Regions from separate parts of the Pan troglodytes genome. Here region 1 is linked to region 2. A link is a contact called in public HiChIP or PLAC-seq data. All regions are on one chromosome and are shown on one strand. Each heading gives the region's core, a stretch centred on a gene start, on an enhancer-like site or on the middle of the called end of the contact. The rest is flanking DNA. Distances are from core to core; before and after follow the strand shown. Region 1 holds the start of NCLN (nicalin). Region 2 holds the start of ZNF77 (zinc finger protein 77).

The links. HiChIP or PLAC-seq counts read pairs in DNA pulled down with a chosen protein or histone mark.
Region 1: an H3K4me3 HiChIP or PLAC-seq map of stem cell-derived excitatory neurons shows a contact between it and region 2, with 5 times the contacts expected there. The contact joins the promoter of NCLN here to the promoter of ZNF77 in region 2. A contact is called at or near these places in 1 of 7 Hi-C or Micro-C datasets (stem cell-derived neural progenitor cells) and 1 of 1 datasets of contacts at active chromatin or transcription factors (stem cell-derived excitatory neurons).

Annotation. Positions count from the first base shown.
Region 1 is chr20:5,529,506-5,532,745 of NHGRI_mPanTro3-v2.0_pri, reverse strand. NCLN (nicalin) reads right to left here and starts at 1,748. Exons shown (of 15, transcript XM_524050.9): 1 at 1,376-1,748. The coding sequence starts at 1,559.
Region 2 is chr20:5,287,787-5,291,025 of NHGRI_mPanTro3-v2.0_pri, reverse strand. It overlaps ZNF77 (zinc finger protein 77), which reads left to right and starts at 1,447. Exons shown (of 4, transcript XM_016937024.4): 1 at 1,447-1,600. The coding sequence starts at 1,598.

The DNA.
Region 1 (3,240 bases), core at 499-2,998, 240 kb before region 2:
ACAATGGCTCTAAATAAAACAATCGTAACTCTGGGGCAAAATGGGACCTGAGGCCAAAGTCTGGTTCCATCTCCAGAAATGGGCTCCCCAAGGGCTGGCAGATGCTGGGGGTCCCTGGGCCTCAGGTTGAGCCTGAGATGTGACGACAGGGACCAGTCCAAGAGAATCCGGGCTGGGAACTAAGGGGGCCGGGAGAACATGCGGACGGGACTCCTTCACAGGGAAGGCCAGGCCTTGACTTCCAGGGACCTGAGGGGCCAGGCTGAAAAGAAGAAAAACCAGGGACCAGAAGGTTCTGGAATGTCAGGGACAGCTATAGCCAGGCAAAGACAAGGGGATGTGGAATGGTCTAGACACTGGGGTCAGGGCCACGACGGGAGGGGGCGAGGCTGTTGAGTGGGAGACTTGCAGAATGCAAGGCCAAGGGGGTGCGAATTTGGAAAGGGAAGAGGAAATCCTGTAAAGATGGAACAAGTGGGGTTCTGGGAAGTGGGTGTGAGGAGGCTGAGCTGAGGGCGTGGGTATGCATCAAAGGCGGGACAGAAAAGGGGTCAAAGGGAACCCCAGGCGAGTGGACTGAACTGGGGATGTGGGAGGAGACCAGGGAAGCTGGGCTAGCAGATTCTGAAACATGACTCACGAACTGGGACCAGAGAGCGTCAGGGGTCTGGGGACAAATGGGCCCTAGACGTGGGGGCCGGTGACTAGAGCGAGAAAATTCAGGGGAGTTGAATTTGGGCACTGGACAAAATGCACTTGGCACCCAGGGCCGTGGGAGGGGGTGGGGAATGCTGGACCACCGCGTCGGGTGGCTCAGCCTGGCAGAAATCAGTGCAGGGACCTTTAACTCCAAACGCAGTCAGCTAAAGGCGAGAGGCCTGGGAACACGGTCGTGACCCAGTGGATCCAGAGACCAACCAGATGGTCTCCAGAACAGGACCCTGGGAGCTGGAGGTCAGGACGGGAGCGTCTGCTCAAGTGAGCCAGGACCAGGAAGCCTAAGGGGCGGAGGGGGCCCAGGAGGGAGAAACTCGGCAAGGCAGGCAGACGCCGGCCCAGCTGGGGACAGGAGAGAGGGGACTTAGGGCTCCAGGGGCGCGGGACGATTGGCCCGGCCATGGGTTCCGGGGCAGGGAGACCTAGGCAGGGGCCGGGGGCTGTGGGAGCGAGCGCGGGGGGTCCCTGGGCGCTAGGCAAGAAGAGCCGGGATTCCAGGGCGCCCGGGGGTCCAGGGCGGCAGGGCTCTGCCTCGCCTGGGGCCTGAGCATGGGTCGGGCAGCCCAGGCCGGAGCTAGGGATCGGCCTGGGGCTGGCCGGGCCGGAGTGGCGTGGCCGGGGAGCCCGGGGAGCCCCGAGGGTGGGCGGGGACACGCACCGTAGGGCTGGCCCTGCAGGTCGTACTGCTGCATGCGGTACACGGTGAACTCGTGCGCGGCGTCGGCGGCGGGCAGCGGCGGCGCCACCAGCAGCAGCACAGCGGGCAGGAAGACGATGAAGCCGAGAGGCAGACAAGACGCCTTCAGCATGTTCTCCAGCACCTCGCCCGCTTCCTCCAGCATCCTGGCCGGCGGCGGGGCCGCGCGGGGCGGCAGCTGGGACGGGACGGCGGCGGCGGCGGCTCCCGCGGACTCACCTCGGCATGGGTAGCCGCCGGGGTCCTGCGGGCGCCGCGCGGGGCAGCCCGCACTCGCCCTGAGGTCCTGTGGGCACCGCCGCGAACCGCCCCGCCGCGAACCGCCCCGCCGGCCGCGCTGCCTGTCGGGAATTGTAGTCCCTCCGGCGCTCGCGGAGCCCTGTGGGAGTTGTAGGCCCACTCTGGAACTCCCGGAAGGTGCGGCAGGCTGTTCGGCTAATAGCGTTGAGGTTTCACATAAACTCCAAGTCATAAAATGCAATAAAATGCTTTAAAAAACTATTTCGCGATATCACTTTCTTAACCTTGTCTTTGGCGTTGGGGGAGCTGGGGTGAGGGGCGAAAGGTGGGGACAGGACGTGACCTTGCGACCTCGAAGGAAGTTGGGGATAAAGAGAAAAGAAAGTGCCTGGTTGGCGCGCTAGGTCTTCTGGGAGTTGTAGTCCCGTCAAACACACAAAGGGTCACGGGAACTGTAGTCGTCCTGGCAGAAATTGCTGAGAAAAACAAAAATCACTTAAAACTCCCAAGGATGTAGATGTCAAACTCCACGAAGGCAAAAACTTTTGTCTGTTTTGTGCATATGATGTATCCCCGGCATCTAGCACAAGACCTGGCGCACGGCGGGTGGCCTATACCATTTTTGAATGAATGAATGAAAAATAGAAAGTCATGATAGTCAGTTCCTAAGGGAGGCCGCAGTGGGTTGTGGGACTTGTAGTCTGGAGCCTGCAGTTTGTGCAGGGGTCGGTGGCAGGTATTTATATTTATCTTTATTCATATTTGGGGCATACTTATACCAAAAAAGTATTTGTTGTTCATCAGAAATTTAAAGTTAAAACCCAGTGTCTCACGGCTAGAGGTACCTAAGGAATGTCCCTTTGTACAGATGGGGAGACTGAGCCCCAGGGTGCAGCAGACAGTAGCCCTGGCTCTCAGCACGTTATCATCCCAGGCTCCGTACGGCTGCCTAAGGAGTCAGGGCTTCCTTTCTGTCCCAAGTGAGAAGTGGCACTGGTGCTGATTAAGAGCCTGGGCTCAAATCCCAACTCCTCCATTTCCCAGCTGTGTGGCTTTGGGCAAGTCGCTTCACCTCTCAGAGTCTCAGTTTCCTCAGATATAATGATAAAGAATCAAGCACTCTCCCTGCCAGCAGCATGTGAGAATTCTGTTTGTTTGTTTGTTTTTGAGATGTAGTCTCTGTCACCTAGGCTGGAGTGCAGTGGCTTGATCTCAGCTCACCGCAACCTCCACCTCCTGGGTTCAAGCAATTCCTGTGTCTCAGCCTCCTGAGTAGCTGTAAATTACAGGCGTGAGCTACCGCGCCCGGCTAGAAAGGGAGTTTCTGAGCGTGCTGCTGGGTCACTGAGCACCTACTGTGTGCCAGGCCGTGTGGTGGGTGCTGGGGACACAGCCGGGACCCCGGCAAAGCCACAATATCCACCGACACGGAGCTCGAAGTCCAAAGGAGGAGGTGGATTGTGTGACCAGGGGCGATGGGAGCTGGGATAGAGGACACACAGGCAGCTGGGAGAAGCCCAGAGGAGGTCTAGGGAGGAGAGGAAATCAGAGGAGGCTTCCTGGAGGAGGTGACACTTAAGCTGAAA
Region 2 (3,239 bases), core at 198-2,697:
GTCATAATTCATGTTTTTACTGTGTTGACCTAAATAACAGGCTGTCTAAAAACGGTGGTAACAGTTCATTGCAGTGGGAATATGCGCGGCATAGCAAACTATGTGCTTATTCAGGGAGGTAAAGGAAGACAAAGGTTGTTTTTGGTTTTCATTTTTTTGAGACGGGGGTCTCTGTTGCCCAGGCTGGAGTACAATGGTGAGATCACAGCTCACTGCAGCCTCGATCCCCACGGGCTCGAGCGATCCTCCTGCTTCAGCCTACCAAGTCGTTGGGACCATAGGCGCACACTCCTATATTCCCAGCTAATTTTTGTATTTTTTGTATATATGGGGTTTTGCCATGTTGCCCAGACTGGGACAAAGGTTTATAAAGGAAAAAAAAATTTTTAAATGAGGATTACATCATTTTTCAGAAATAATTATCCTTGTCTACAAAGATCAGTAACTAGGGTCACACCAATCTGAGTGTCCCTGTAAAAGTATTTTTTGTTTAAGCCTGTGGTTTTTGTAGAGTCTTTTTCGTTATTAAGCATATAAATGTGAGACCTCTCTCTTCATGACCTTCCGTGGTTCTGTTTGTGGGAGGGCTGCTTTTTTTTTTTTTTGAGACTCAGTTTCGCTCTTGCTGCCCAGGCTGGAGTGCAGTGTCCTGATCTTGGCTCACTGCAATCTCCACCTCCTGGGTTCAAGCGATTCTCCTGCCTCAGCCTCCGGAGTAGCTGGGATTACAGGCGCCCGCCACCGTGCCCGGCTAATTTTTGTATTTTTAGGAGAGAAGTGGTTTTCGCCATTTTGGTCAGGCTGGACTTGAACTCCTGACCTCTGGTGATCCGCCGGTCTCTGCCTCTCACGGTGCTGGGATTACCCGCGTGAACCACCGCGCCCGGCCGAGAGTTTTAAAGAACACAGGGAGCGCCTGGTGGGGTCCGGCCTCGTGGGGTCCGGCCTCCTGGGGCCTCGTCGCCTGGTCTCCAGATCTCCAGGTCTCTGGACCCCAGGCGTCCGCGCCCACGCGGGACAGCACGGTGACGTCACGCACGCGGGTCCCGCCCCCACGCAGGACTCCGCCCCATGGGACTCCGTGCCCTTCCTCTCCTCCCCGCACGAGGGGCCGCTCCGAGGGGAAACTGAGTCTGGAGTTGCCGTGCAGTCAGGGAGGAGGACGCCGCGCCCTCCCTGGACTGGAGTGAGTTCTCCCAGATCCGCGGGTGCCCGGCTGGAGGGTCAGCCACGCGTGTTCTCGACGAGCCCGTCACTGAGGAGAGAATTATCCAATCAGGATAGGCAGGGGCGGGGCCCAGGGAACTGTCCAATCAGAGACGTTAATCCGAAGTAGAGCCCTGCCCAATCAAGGGCGCTAGGGGGACGGGCTGGAGAATTGTCCAATCAGGGGTGCGGAGTTGACAGCACTGTCCAATCAGAGTCTCCACTTCCCGAGATCTGTCCAATCAGACTCCGAGGACGGTAAGCCGAGTTCCCCTCTGCCTTGCGCGCTTCCCCGCCTACCCCGAGCGGCTCAGGTGTCCTGTCGTGCTCACCTGCGCCGGTCGCTGGACCGCGGGGCGCTAACCCTGGAGAGCCCAGGAGCGGGCGGGACATGGTGAGTGCTGGGCGGGAGCCGAGCCCGGGCCCAGGGCGAGGTGGGGCGGCAGGAACCGGCTTCCGCCCGAGTTCGCAGCCGGAGAAAGCTGAGGGACGCGCGGGGCGGCGCACGACGAGCGCCTGGGCCCCGGGGACGTGGTCACAGCGGCCGAGGGGTAGGGCTGGGGGCAGTCTGGGGTGACAGCAAAAGCGGTCAGGGGCTCGAGGGGTAGTTTCTGGGGACAGTAGAGGTCAGGAGTTTGGGGAGAGCTTGTGGGGACAGCAGAGGTGGTCAGGGGCTTGAGGCAATTTAAGTGGACAGTAGAGGTTTAAGGGGCACAGGGGCAGTTTGCGGGGACAGTAGAGGCGGTCAGGGACTCAAGGGCAGTTTTGGGACAGTGGAGGAGGGAAGGGGCAGTTTGCGGGAACAGACACGGTCAGGGGCTCGGCGGCAGTTTGGGGGTTCAGTGGAAGGGAGTCAGGCTCAAGGGCAGATTAGGGGGCCAATAGCAGCGGTCAGGAACTCGGGGAGAGTTTGAGGGGGCCGTAGAGGCGGTCATGGGTTTGAAGGGGCAGTTTTGGGGGACAGGTGATCAGGGGCTCAAAGGCAGTTTAGGGGGACAGTAGCTGCAGTCGGGAGTTTGGGGGCAGCTCGAGGGGACAGCAGAAGCAGTCAGGGGCTCAGGGGCACTTTAAGGGGGGCAGTAGAGGCGGTCAGGGGCTTGAGGTCAGTTTGGGGGGACAGTAAAGGGAGTCGGGCTCGAGGGATGTGTTGGGGGACAGTAGAGGCAGTCAGGGGATCGGGGAGAGTGGGAGGAGAGGGCAGGAGCCGTCAGGGGTTTTTGGTGGTCAGTTTGGGAAAGTCTGCCAAGGAGGAGGTGGTGCCCTGTCCTGGAGCCTGTCAAATAATAAAATCCTGGGCCGGGCGCGGTGGCTCACGCCTGTAATCCCAGCACTTTGGGAGGCCGAGGCGGGCGGATCACCTGAGGTCAGGAGTTCCAGACCAGCCTGGACAACATGGCGAAATCCCGTCTCTACTAAAAATACAACAATTAGCCGGGCGTGGTGGCGGGCGCCTGCAATCCCAGCTACTAGGGAGGCTGAGACAGGAGAATGGCGTGAACCTGGGAGGTGGAGCTTGCAGTGAGCCGACATGGCGCCACTGCACTCCAGCCTGGCGACAGAGAAAGACTCCGTCTCAAAAACAAAAACAAAAACAAACAAACAAAAAATCCTGGCTAGAGAAGGAAAGAGAAAAATAGGGATAAGCCCCAGCCTCCGAAACCTGCCAGGTCTCCAAATCAACCAGGAAAAGGTTTTACTTTCATACACAAGAAAAGGTTTGGAAGAACGTTTTAGGGGACAAGCAGAAAGGGGGTTGACAGTAAATGTACCTCCTTGTGGTCAGCTAGCTCAGGGGAGGTGACAGGGGACTCCACACTTACTGCTTGCTCAGACTCGGGGGGGCCACTCAAAGTTCAGGGGCCTGTGGAGAGGACAGAAGGCTGAGTAACGTTTGGGGAAGAAACGGGAGGCTGCGAACATGTGGTCAAGCTTGTGTAAACCCAAACGTAGTAAGGAAACTTTTATGAAAAAGGATTATTGCGAGGTATTGGGGGAGGGGGAGTAGGGGCTGTTGCAATAGGGAGAAGGGTTAG